Linked DNA regions of Mus musculus: region 1 is linked to region 2. A link is a contact called in public HiChIP or PLAC-seq data. All regions are on one chromosome and are shown on one strand. The core of a region is the stretch at or near the end of the contact, and the rest is flanking DNA. Distances in the headings are between cores, read along the strand shown.

Region 1 (5,246 bases), core at 255-2,754, 130 kb before region 2:
CACGTCCCTTGCTGTGTGGGAACAGCTCTGAGGTATATCACAGGCCCTGTTCCAGAAACATGCCTGCTAAGGCTGCCCTCTGCAGAATCCATTCAAGTTCCTGTTAAGCCTGTTTCCTTTACTCCAGAACTCATGTTCCTACCACAAGTCAACTGCACCAAAACCATCATCCCAGGGTAGACTTTGACCAACAGCTTTCCCAGTCAGGAAATCTCTATTCTTCCTGCTCCATCCATCAAGGATCCTGTTGCTTCCAACTTCAGTCCCCTTCATCCCCCACTCCTTCCTGTATCAGACAAGCTCTGACCAGGCTAATGGTGGCAGATGACACCAACTCCTCTTACCACGCAGGGCTCCCATCAGCTAAAGAAAATAATCTACTTATCTGGTCCTTAATATATTTTGCAGTGTCGGGGATCAAACCCAGAGCTTTGAATGCGCTGGTCAAAGTGTTTACGACTGAGCTAAAGCCCCAGCTCTTCTCTCGAGATTTGAGTTTCAATGTGCAGACCAAACTGGCCTTCAATTTCTTGTCTCTTGAGAAGAGAGGATTAGAGTATTGCGCCACCAAGCCCACATACTCCTTTACGTATTCACAGGCTAAAAACCACATTACACTGAGCAGGGACCTGGATGGATTCTGCTTTTAATTCCAACTCTCAGAAGGCAGAGAGGTTTGAGACCATCCCGGTCTACACAGCGAGTTCCAATATAGCCAGGGTTACATCCCGGGACCTTATCTCAGAAGTAGAAAAGAGCCTTTTCCTGCCCGGGATCATTATACATCACAACACCTCCCGGCGGGAGACACCGGCCTCCCTTTTCCATCGAACCCCGCAGGCCGGGAGGTCTACGGCGGCTCTTTGTCATGTACCTTCCCGCGTTGCCCTCTCTAGGCCCCTCCAACCCCTCTAGGGTCCCGCAACACCTTTCTTTCCCTTCAGCTGCATCTCAGGTTCTTCCATAGTGAAGGCAGCCAGCAGAGCCCAGAAACCGGAAGCGGAAGTCGGGAGGTTGAGACGTTTAAACGTTCAGGTATGGGTTCTGGCGTCCTGTGCGCTGGCTCCTCTTACGAGGTAACTTCTATTCAGACACGAGATAGACGGAAGGAGGCAGTCCTATGCGAGCGTGTCGGGAGGATAGAGATTTCTTGATGTTATAGTATGCCTCGTCAAGGACTCCCTGCTACACGTACAGATAATTCTCAGGGACCAGGGCAGGGAAATTGTTATGGACAAAGTAACAATAATATTCGGTCTCTTTAAATTTGACAAGTCCCGCCCATGTGTCTCCGCCCCGTGGGGCAAATGCTCCGCCCTCCCACCGTCTGTGGATCCGATTGGGGCAGACAGGAGGGGGCGGTGCATGGGGCGGGGAAGCGCACGCGCAATAAAATCTTCAGCGAGTCTAAGGCTCCTTCAGCCCTTTAGGAAGGATAGCGTGCGCATGCGCCACTGTACCCATTGGCCTCAGCGGAAGCCACGCTCCTCCCTCCAGTCTTAAAGCGCTAGAAGCAGCTTCGGGTTTTTATTTTTTATTTTTTGGTACTTTTGCAGGGCAAGGGTGCGCAGGCGCAGTGGAGGAGTTTTCCAGTAGGAGTAGTCGTCGCGTATTAAGTTGCTGCTCTATGTCCCAGGAGAGGAAGCTAGAGAACTGAGCGTCTGGTCACCAACTTGCTCTTTACGAGATCTACTGAACCAGAAAAGTTTGTGAACAGAGCTTCCTGAGTTTTGGAAGACCAAGGCTGGCAGCGTAGGGACACAGAGGAGGCTGGAGGGAGGTGAGTGGATCTTACACGTCGCATCTTTTGTTGAGTCCTAAGTCATTTTGGGGGATTCCGGCCCAAATAACCACAGTGGGACATTGATAAGTTTGACATTAGTATCTCTCTATGATGTTTTCTGATATGACCTCTCTGAGGCCTTACATCTTCACCTTATTAACGAGGGAATGAGGCTCAGCTTAGTCATAGACTAGGTTTTTATAGCTTGTAAGTGATTGGAACCCAGACTGCTGCCAGAACCCTCATTTTATTGCCTTGGCTTCTGGTGTTAATTTATTAACAATGATATTTATCTAAAGCCACAGTTTTCCCGGCGTCATAAAGCAAGGCTCAATATGCAGACCATGGCTGTCCTGGAATTCACTATTTAGACTAGGCTAGTCTTGAACTCAAAGGGATCTACCTGCCTCTGCCTCCCAAGTACTAGGACTAAAGGTGTGCACTATCATGCCCCACCTAACCAAGCTCCAGCCCCAGATAAGAACTCATTTATTCATTTATTTTGTGGGCAGGCTGTGCTGTGGGTTTGGTGTGGAGGTCAGAGGACAATTTACCAGGGTCAGTTTTTTCCCTCCACCCTGTGGGTTCCTGGAATCAAAATTGGGTCATCTGACTTGGTGACAAGCGCCTTTACCAACTGAGCCATCTTGGGGACCACGAGATTTGGCTAATTACTGTCATCTCTTCACTCCAGCTTCCTCCATGGAGCCCACTCAGGTTGCAGAGAACCTTGTCCCAAACCAGCAACCTCCTGTTCCTGACCTAGAGGATCCTGAGGACACCAGAGATGAGTCCCCAGAGAACTCAGACACTGTCGTCCTCAGCCTGTTCCCCTGCACCCCAGACGCTGTGAATCCTGAAGCAGATGCCAGTGCATCCTCACTGCAGGGTGAGAACCACTCTGGGCTCTGGTGAGGGAGACTGTCAAGTTCCAGACCACATCTCTGCTTTCATCACTCTTCCCCTCCACCCTCCTAGGTTATTTTTATTGTCGTGTATGTGTGTGTGTGTGTGTGTGTGTAATATGGTACATGTATGTAGAAGTATATATAAAATATATATTCCTGCTGGGCGTGGTGGCGCACGCCTTTAATTCCAGCACTTGGGAAGCAGAGGCAGGTGGATCTCTGAGTTTGAGGCCAGCCTGGTCTACAGAGTGAGTTCCAGGATAGCCAAGGCTACACAGAGAAACCCTGTCTCAACCCCCCCCCAAAATATATACATATATATGTGTATATATATGTATGTGTACATATGTGTGTGTGTGTGTGTATTCTTTAAAGATTTGCCAGGTATGGTTGGCACATAACTTTAATCCCAATACTCAAAAGACAAAGGCAGGTAGTCCCCGGAGTTCTAGGACCACCAAGACCTCATAGAGAACCCTGTCTTCAAAAGGGTGGTGGGGGTGGGCAGAGTGACAGCTGAGTTGTTTAGAGAACTTGTTCTTTCAGAGGGCACAGGCTCATGAAATTTTATAGTTGGGAAAGTTTTTCTCTATCATAATAGTGTTGTAAATGATTTAGAAAGTAAAGCGTTGGTTTCCCCGGGGATAAGGTCATGCTAGTGACCCCATCTCTAGGGATGGTTTCTTACCCTTATTCTCATTTAAGATCTTGGCCTAGGCTACCAGGCCAAGAACATGTAAATAAGAAAAGGAATAAGAGCCGGGCCGTGGTGGCACACACCTTTAATCCCAGCACTTGGGAGGCAGAGGCAGGAAGATTTCTGAGTTCGAGGCCAGCCTGGTCTACAAAGTGAGTCCAGAACAGCCAGGGCTACACAGAGAAACCCTATCTCGAAAAACCAAAGAAAAAAAAAAAGAAAAGGAATAAGAAAAAATAAAACAGATAGGTTGCCAAGAGAACAATATTTTTTTCTCCAGCGAAGAGTTCCACAACCGGTTCCAGGAGGCCTCCCCCTTTGTAGGTCGATTGCCTCAGTCTGTGGAACTTGTCACACAGATCCTACTGGAGGTGGTGTGGCACAGAAGAGGGCATTAGATCACTGGAACTGGACTTACCATAGACTATGAGGCAACGGGTGGGTATCATGATCCAAATCCAGGTCCTAGGGCAGAACAGCCAGTGCTCTAACCACTGAGGCACATCTCCAGCGTCTGTGTGTGAGCAGTGCAGGTGTCCACAGAGGCCAGAGGCATCAGGTACCCTGAGGCTGGGGTTCCTCACAGGCAGGTGCTAGGAACCACCTCTGCAGGGGTCCTCTGCAAGAGCAGCAAGCACTCGTGACCAGCAAATGATCCATCTCCAGCTCCTTGTTTCTTGTTCTGGTGTGTGCTGGACCACCACACTGCATCCACAGCCCTTCTGCCCCCACCTGCTCCTCCTGTTCCTTTGCCATAGGGCTCCATTCTGTGGTCTCAACTGAGCTGGAATTCCCTGTGTAGCCCAGGCTGGGAATGTGGCCTGTGCCACCAGGCCCTTCATCTTCCTTTCACTTAAGAAGATTATTAATTTACGGTTAATGTCTGTGAATGTCTGTGTGAATGTGGGTGTGCACGTGGAGATCAGAGGGGTGGTCTTCTTAAGCCTGGAGCCTGCAGCATCTGTCCTGACACCCTTGGGACAAGCCCAGACCCCAGGGAACAGCCCTTCCTCTTCCTGCAGGAAGTTTCTTGAAGCACTCCACAACCCTCACAAACCGGCAACGTGGGAATGAGGTCTCAGCTCTGCCAGCCACCCTGGACTGTAAGTAGAACTCAAGTAGGGGTGGGTCTAGAGGATTCCTTACAAGCTCCATGGTGCTCTATGGCCCTGCAGTTGGGGCGGGAGATCAGAAGTTCAAGGTCATTCCTAGCTACTTACAGAATAGGAGGTCAGCCTAGATTACATGAGATCCTGTAACAAAAACAAGAAAGAACGAAAGACCACAAGGGATTGGGGAATGTAGCTTAGTGGGTAAAGTGCTTATGGCTCAGTGGCTAGAGTACTTGTAGCTTAGTGGATGGAGTGCTTATAGCTCAGTTGTCAGAGTGCTTGTAGCTCAGTTGGTAGATTGCTCAGCTAGCATGCACAAAGTCCTGAGTTCTATCTCAGTCTCCTCGTAATACTGCGAATAGTAGCGCATACCTGTCATACCAGCACTCATGAGAATTAGCAGTTCTATGTCATCCTTTGCTACACAGAGCAAACATGTACCAAGTTGCAGGCCAGCCAGGGCTACATGAGAACCTACCTCAAAACAGAAACAAAGAGAGGATGAGCAGGGTAAACTGAGGCCTGGAGAGGGATGGAGTAGGTGAGCACTGCCTGTCTCTGCCCCCCAGCCCTTTCTATCCACCAGCTTGCAGCCCAAGGGGAGCTGAGCCAACTGAAGGATCATCTGCGGAAGGGTGCGTGTCCTGCCTGCACATGCCTGTCTGGTAGGGGAACTTGTGCGTGAGAGTGGCTTGTGTGTGCATGTATGATTTGTGTAATGTTCCCCTTCATGTGACCCCTGAACC
Region 2 (5,116 bases), core at 1,061-3,560:
CACTTTTTCGAAGCAGTGTGAAGTTTCTTTGGGAAGCAAGTTGTGTCTGATGGTATGTTCTGGGTCAGACATGTGAAGGAGTGTTTTCCTGAAGGGGACACAGGTGAAAGGATGTTTTGCTAAAGCAAATATGAAAGGACGCATGGAGGTAGGGAGCCAACAGACCATGGACTATGCTGGATGGTATCAGTACACTTTGCTATTCCTTAAACATCGTTTGTTGTGACTTCATAACCAAGAATATTCTGGTGATGTTCTGGTGGCTTCTGTTTCCTCAGACTTGAGCTGATTGATGTCAGCTGGTACAGACTCCTATGGAGTTTTGCTGAGGTACCAACCATGGGAGAGCACAAGATGTTTGGAGAGAGAATAAAAATGACTCAACTGGACAGTGACTGGAGTTCGGGAGGTGGGGCTTGCATAGCTAGCTTTGCAACACTTTGTTGGTCTCATGCTTCTTTGATCTTAACTTTGTTGAGAGGCACAGCAGAGAACCTTTGGTATCCCTGCTGTTCCTGGTCACTCTTACTGACTCCTGCCAGTTCAGCTGAGGACTGGCTATTTCTGCTAGGCTGTGCCACCACTGCTGATTCATGTTTGCAATCTTGATTCTACTGAACTGGACTGCTGGTATGTATCCTGACAAGCAGAAGGGATTTGCTCCAAAGAACTATTTCTAAACAGGTCCACTTCCCTGATATCCTAATAACCTTTCCTTTCTACTACCTCTGGTGGGCTAGAAGGAAGGTTAAAGCATTTAAGAACCCTTATTAAAAGTAGGTTTTGAAAAAACTAAGCCTACACAGTGTTCTGTGTGGTCTGGCTGTCCTGAAACCAGACTGGCCTGGAACTCAGAAATCCACCTGCTTTTGCCTCTTCAGCCATGGGATTAAAGGTATATGGCAACAAGTTTAAAAAGAAAAAGGAAATCTTGAAGGACATGGAAATCTTGAAGGACATGCGAAGGGAAAGGAACCTGTTACTCTGGAATCTGATTGAACCCTTTTCCTAGTAGACAAGCAAGAATTCCAGTCCAATTACTATGAGCTTACCCCTTCCTTCCTTCCCAGTTACAATCTGGAATTTCCCCAGAATCTCATTTACAGGGAATGGGCATGTATATGTACTGTTTTATACTCCCATTCAACGTTTCTGCAGAGCCACCTCACTATCTCGAGAAGGAGCCTGTAAGAGCTTGGTGGATCAAAGTACTTACAACACCACCCCCCTGAATTCAGTCCCTCTGACCCACAAGGTGCAGGAAGGAGACTGATTCCTGCAATGTGTTACCTGACCTCTGTGCACTGTGTGGCAGGCACACATCAAAATAATAATGAAGCTGGGCGTGGTGGCGCACGCCTTTAATCCCAGCACTCTGGAGGCGGAGGCAGAGGCAGGCAGATTTCTGAGTTCGAGGCCAGCCTGGTCTACAGAGTTCCAGGACAGCCAGGGCTACACAGAGAAACCCTGTCTCCAAACACCAAAATAAAATAAATGAATAGATAATAAATAAAGAGGGTTTTTGTTTGTTTTTTCTTTTTCTTCAAACAGCCTTACCATGTAACCCTGGCTGGCCTGAAACTCACAAAATTTCCCTGCCTGTGTTTCCTCAATAGTGGTGTTTAAGGTGTGTGCCACCATGCCCAGCATTAAAGATCTATTTTTATTTATATGTATATTTGTGTGTGTGCAAGCAATGCCCCAGAAAGCCAGAAGAGGCTATTAAATTCCCTGGAGATATGGGCAGTTGTAAGCCAAAAATCAAGTCCCCTGGAAAGGCAGTATGTGCCCTTAACTGTTGAACAGTCTCTTCAGCCCAGTACATGTAACTGTTTTTAAGAGGGGGGTTGGGGGGAAAATTTCTTTAGCAACCTTAGAGATGTAACTTGAGAGCTGACAGGTATGTGTCAATATATGTCTAGTGCTCCACATGACCCTATGCCCTCTTCTGGCCTCAAGAGGTGACTGCATACACATGTACATACCCACATAGATGTGCATACATATAAGAATAATAATAAACTTTAAAAGATTTATTTATTACCACATGGTCTATGTAGCCCTAGCTGGCTTGAACTTGCTCAGTATGACAGGCTAACCTTAACTTCATAAAGTCCCTCTGCTTTCTGCCTCTTGAGTCCGGGGATTAATGGTGTAAGCCACTATGCCCAGCTTAAAGATACATATCTTTAATAAAATCTACAACTGTGATTCATAAACTGGCTAGTCACAAAATTCTTTTCAGTGTCAAAGCCACAAACCCTAGCCTGAGTCAATCCCAGAAATTCTAGGGGACTCAGTGCTAATGAGGGTGGCAGTATGGAGCTGTCACCTCAGCACAGACATGTCCAGGCTAAGACCTCCACAGGGCCTGTCAGTTTCCTGTGACTTGCCAAATCAGCCAAGAAAAGGCCCAGGGTGTCCCAGGTGTCAGCATGATATTGCCTCCGTGACTAGATAGACATTTGCAGAGCAGCTCTTTGCCAAGGCGCTGGGAAAATGGAAATTCTTTAGACACATCGGACCCCTCCCTCAGAGAGGGAACTTTGAAATACATATACTGTTATTGAGGAAGTGTGTGTGGCAGATATCAGAGGACAACTCTGTGTAGTTGATTCTCTAACAACTGTAGATGGGCTTCAGGGTTTGTTTGTTTGTTTCAAGACAGGGTTTCTCTGTAAAGCCCTGGCTGTCCTGGAACTCACTTTGTAGACCAGGCTGGCTTGAACTTGCTCAGTATGACAGGCTAACCTTAACTTCATAAAGTCCCTCTGCTTTCTGCCGCTTGAGTTCGAGACATGGTTTTTCTGTATAGTCCTGGCTGTCCTGGAACTCACTTTGTAGACCAGGCTGCCTCGAACTTGCTCAGTATGACAGGCTAACCTTAACTTCATATAGTCAGAAATCTGCCTGCCTCTGCCTTACAAGTACTGGGATTAAAGGCATGTGCCACCACTGCCCTGCTAGATGGGCTTGAGTAATCACACTCAGGCCATCAGGTTTGCTCAGCAGGTGCCTCTTCAACTGAGGGGACATGGAACTCCCAAAATGTAACAAGGACCCAACATGGTAGATGGGGAAACTTAGAGGCAAATGGGATACTGTAATGGGAGAAGGAGGAGATGTGTACAGACAACTTTAGCTTGTCCCTGACTAGCTTATAATTAAATGAGACTCAGACTATGGTTATTTTATTTGGCTTTGACAATTACTAGGGGGTAACCCTAATCTACTGTTTTACCTGTTGGCTACTTTCCCAGCAGTGTACCCCAGATACTGTTTCTCCTAGCCTTGTGTGCATCATTCATCTTCCCTCATGGATGCTTTCTCTCTCCTCCCACTCTACCTCCTCCAACCAGGTCATTCCAAATCCACCTTCCTCTAATCCTTTCACATGTGTTGTAGAAATTTTTAATCCCAATCTGGTGTTTTTACCTTGCCTTAGACCATTTAGTTTCTGGATAAAAGACACACTTGTGCTGGAGAGATGGTTCAGTGGTTAAGATCACTGACTGTTCTTCCGGAGGTCCTGAGCTTAATTCCCAGCAACCACATGGCGACTTACAACCATCTGTAATGGGATCCAATGTTCTCTTCTGATGTGTCTGAAGTCAGCCAGAGTACATATACACATATAATTCTATTTTTTAAAAAAAGATTTAGCTCGGGCTGGAGAGATGGCTCACCGGTTAAGAGCACTGACTGCTCTTCCAAAGGTCCTAAGTTCAAATCCCAGCAACCACATGGTGGCTCACAACCATCCCTAATGAGATCTGATGCCCTCTTCTGGAGTGTCTGAGGACAGCTACAGTGTATTTACATATAATAAATAAAATTAAAAAAAAAAAAAAGATTTAGCTCTTTGCTTCTGTCGCTCATCGCAGACACCAGCTGACCCACCGGCTTTCGGACCATGGCCAACCTCGAGTGTACCTTCATTGCCATCAAGCCAGATGGCGTGCAGCGCGGCCTGGTGGGCGAGATCATCAAATGATTGAGCAGAAGGGGTTCCGCCTGGTGGCCATGAAGTTCCTTCGGGCCTCTGAAGAACACCTGAAGCAGCATTACATCGACCTGAAAGACCGTCCTTTCTTCCCGGGGCTGGTGAAGTACATGAACTCGGGGGCCCGTGGTGGCCATGGTCTGGGAGGGGCTCAATGTGGTGAAAACGGGCCGAGTGATGCTGGGGGAGACCAATCCAGCTGATTCAAAACCAGGCACTATCCGTGGGGATTTCTGCATTCAAGTTGGCAGGAACATCATTCATGGCAGTGATTAAGTGGAGAGTGCTGAGAAAGATCCATCTGTGGTTTAAGCCCGAAGAACTGATCGACTACAAGTCTTGTGCCCATGACTGGATGTACGAGTAGACATGAAGAAACCAGAATCCTTTTCAGCACTACTGATGGGTTTCTGGACGGAGCTCTTCATCCCACTGACAGGATGGATCATCTTTTCTAAAACAATAAAGACTTTGGAACTGAGAAAAAAAAAAGATTTAAAAAAAAAAAAGAGCTGGGCATGGTGGCACACACCTTTAATCCCGGCACTCGGGAGACAGGCAGGCGGATTTCTGAGTTCGAGGCCAGCCTGGTCTACAAAGTGAGTTCCAGGAGAGCCAGGACTATACAGAGAAACCCTGTCTTGAAAAACAAAACAAAACAAACAAACAAACAAAAAGACATGGTCTGGAGAGATGGCTCAGCAGTTAAGAGTACCGACTGCTCTTTCAGGGGTCCTGAATTGAATTCAATTCCCAGCAACCACATGGTTTCTCACAACCATCTGTAATGGGATCTGATGCTCTCTCTGGTGTGTCTGAAGAAAGCAATGGTGTACTCATATTCATAAATAAATCTTTTTTTCTTTTCCAGACAGGGTTTCTCTGTACAGCTCTGGCTGTCCTGGAACTCACTCTTTAGACCAGGCTGGCCTAGAACTCAGAAATCCGCCTGCCTCTGCCTCCCGAGTGCTGGCATTAAAGGCATGTGCCACCATGCCCGGCATACATAAATAAATCTTAAAAAAAAAAAAGAGACATATGCAACTTTTATGTTCATAATAAGCCTTAATCAGCACTAGGCCTGGGCAGATAAGAGTCTACTTTTCTATCGAT

The links. HiChIP or PLAC-seq counts read pairs in DNA pulled down with a chosen protein or histone mark.
Region 1: an H3K27ac HiChIP or PLAC-seq map of embryonic stem cells shows a contact between it and region 2, with 6 read pairs. The contact joins the promoter of Rfxank here to the enhancer-like site in region 2. A contact is called at or near these places in 6 of 39 promoter capture datasets (the 3T3-L1 cell line, the C10 cell line, hematopoietic stem and progenitor cells and 2 more), 1 of 15 datasets of contacts at CTCF or cohesin (large pre-B cells), 6 of 484 Hi-C or Micro-C datasets (CD4 T cells, the G1E-ER4 cell line, the N1E-115 cell line and 3 more), 9 of 115 datasets of contacts at active chromatin or transcription factors (the 230-238 cell line, bone marrow-derived macrophages, craniofacial prominence and 5 more) and 5 of 9 other capture datasets (adipose tissue, embryonic stem cells, liver and 2 more).

The regions. Positions count from the first base shown.
Region 1 is chr8:70,135,455-70,140,700 of GRCm38.p6, reverse strand. It overlaps Rfxank (regulatory factor X-associated ankyrin-containing protein), which reads left to right and starts at 1,504. Exons shown (of 9, transcript NM_011266.2): 1 at 1,504-1,780; 2 at 2,478-2,672; 3 at 4,411-4,491; 4 at 5,070-5,165. The coding sequence starts at 2,486. It overlaps Gm45929 (predicted gene, 45929), which reads right to left and starts at 1,202. Exons shown (of 9, transcript NM_001310055.1): 1 at 929-1,202. Borcs8 (BLOC-1 related complex subunit 8) reads right to left here and starts at 1,202. Exons shown (of 6, transcript NM_001145552.2): 1 at 929-1,202. The coding sequence starts at 965.
Region 2 is chr8:70,009,800-70,014,915 of GRCm38.p6, reverse strand. It overlaps Mau2 (MAU2 sister chromatid cohesion factor), which reads left to right. Exons shown (of 19, transcript NM_001376946.1): 19 at 1-389. It also overlaps the pseudogene Gm7730. Among named protein-coding and RNA genes, the nearest start is that of Mau2, 30 kb to the left of the region's middle. Within about 2 kb of position 2,310, at least 30 of the 459 cell types and tissues checked have an H3K27ac peak or open chromatin away from gene starts, as enhancers often do. A contact at or near this core is called in the G1E-ER4 cell line and embryonic stem cells, where this site is marked.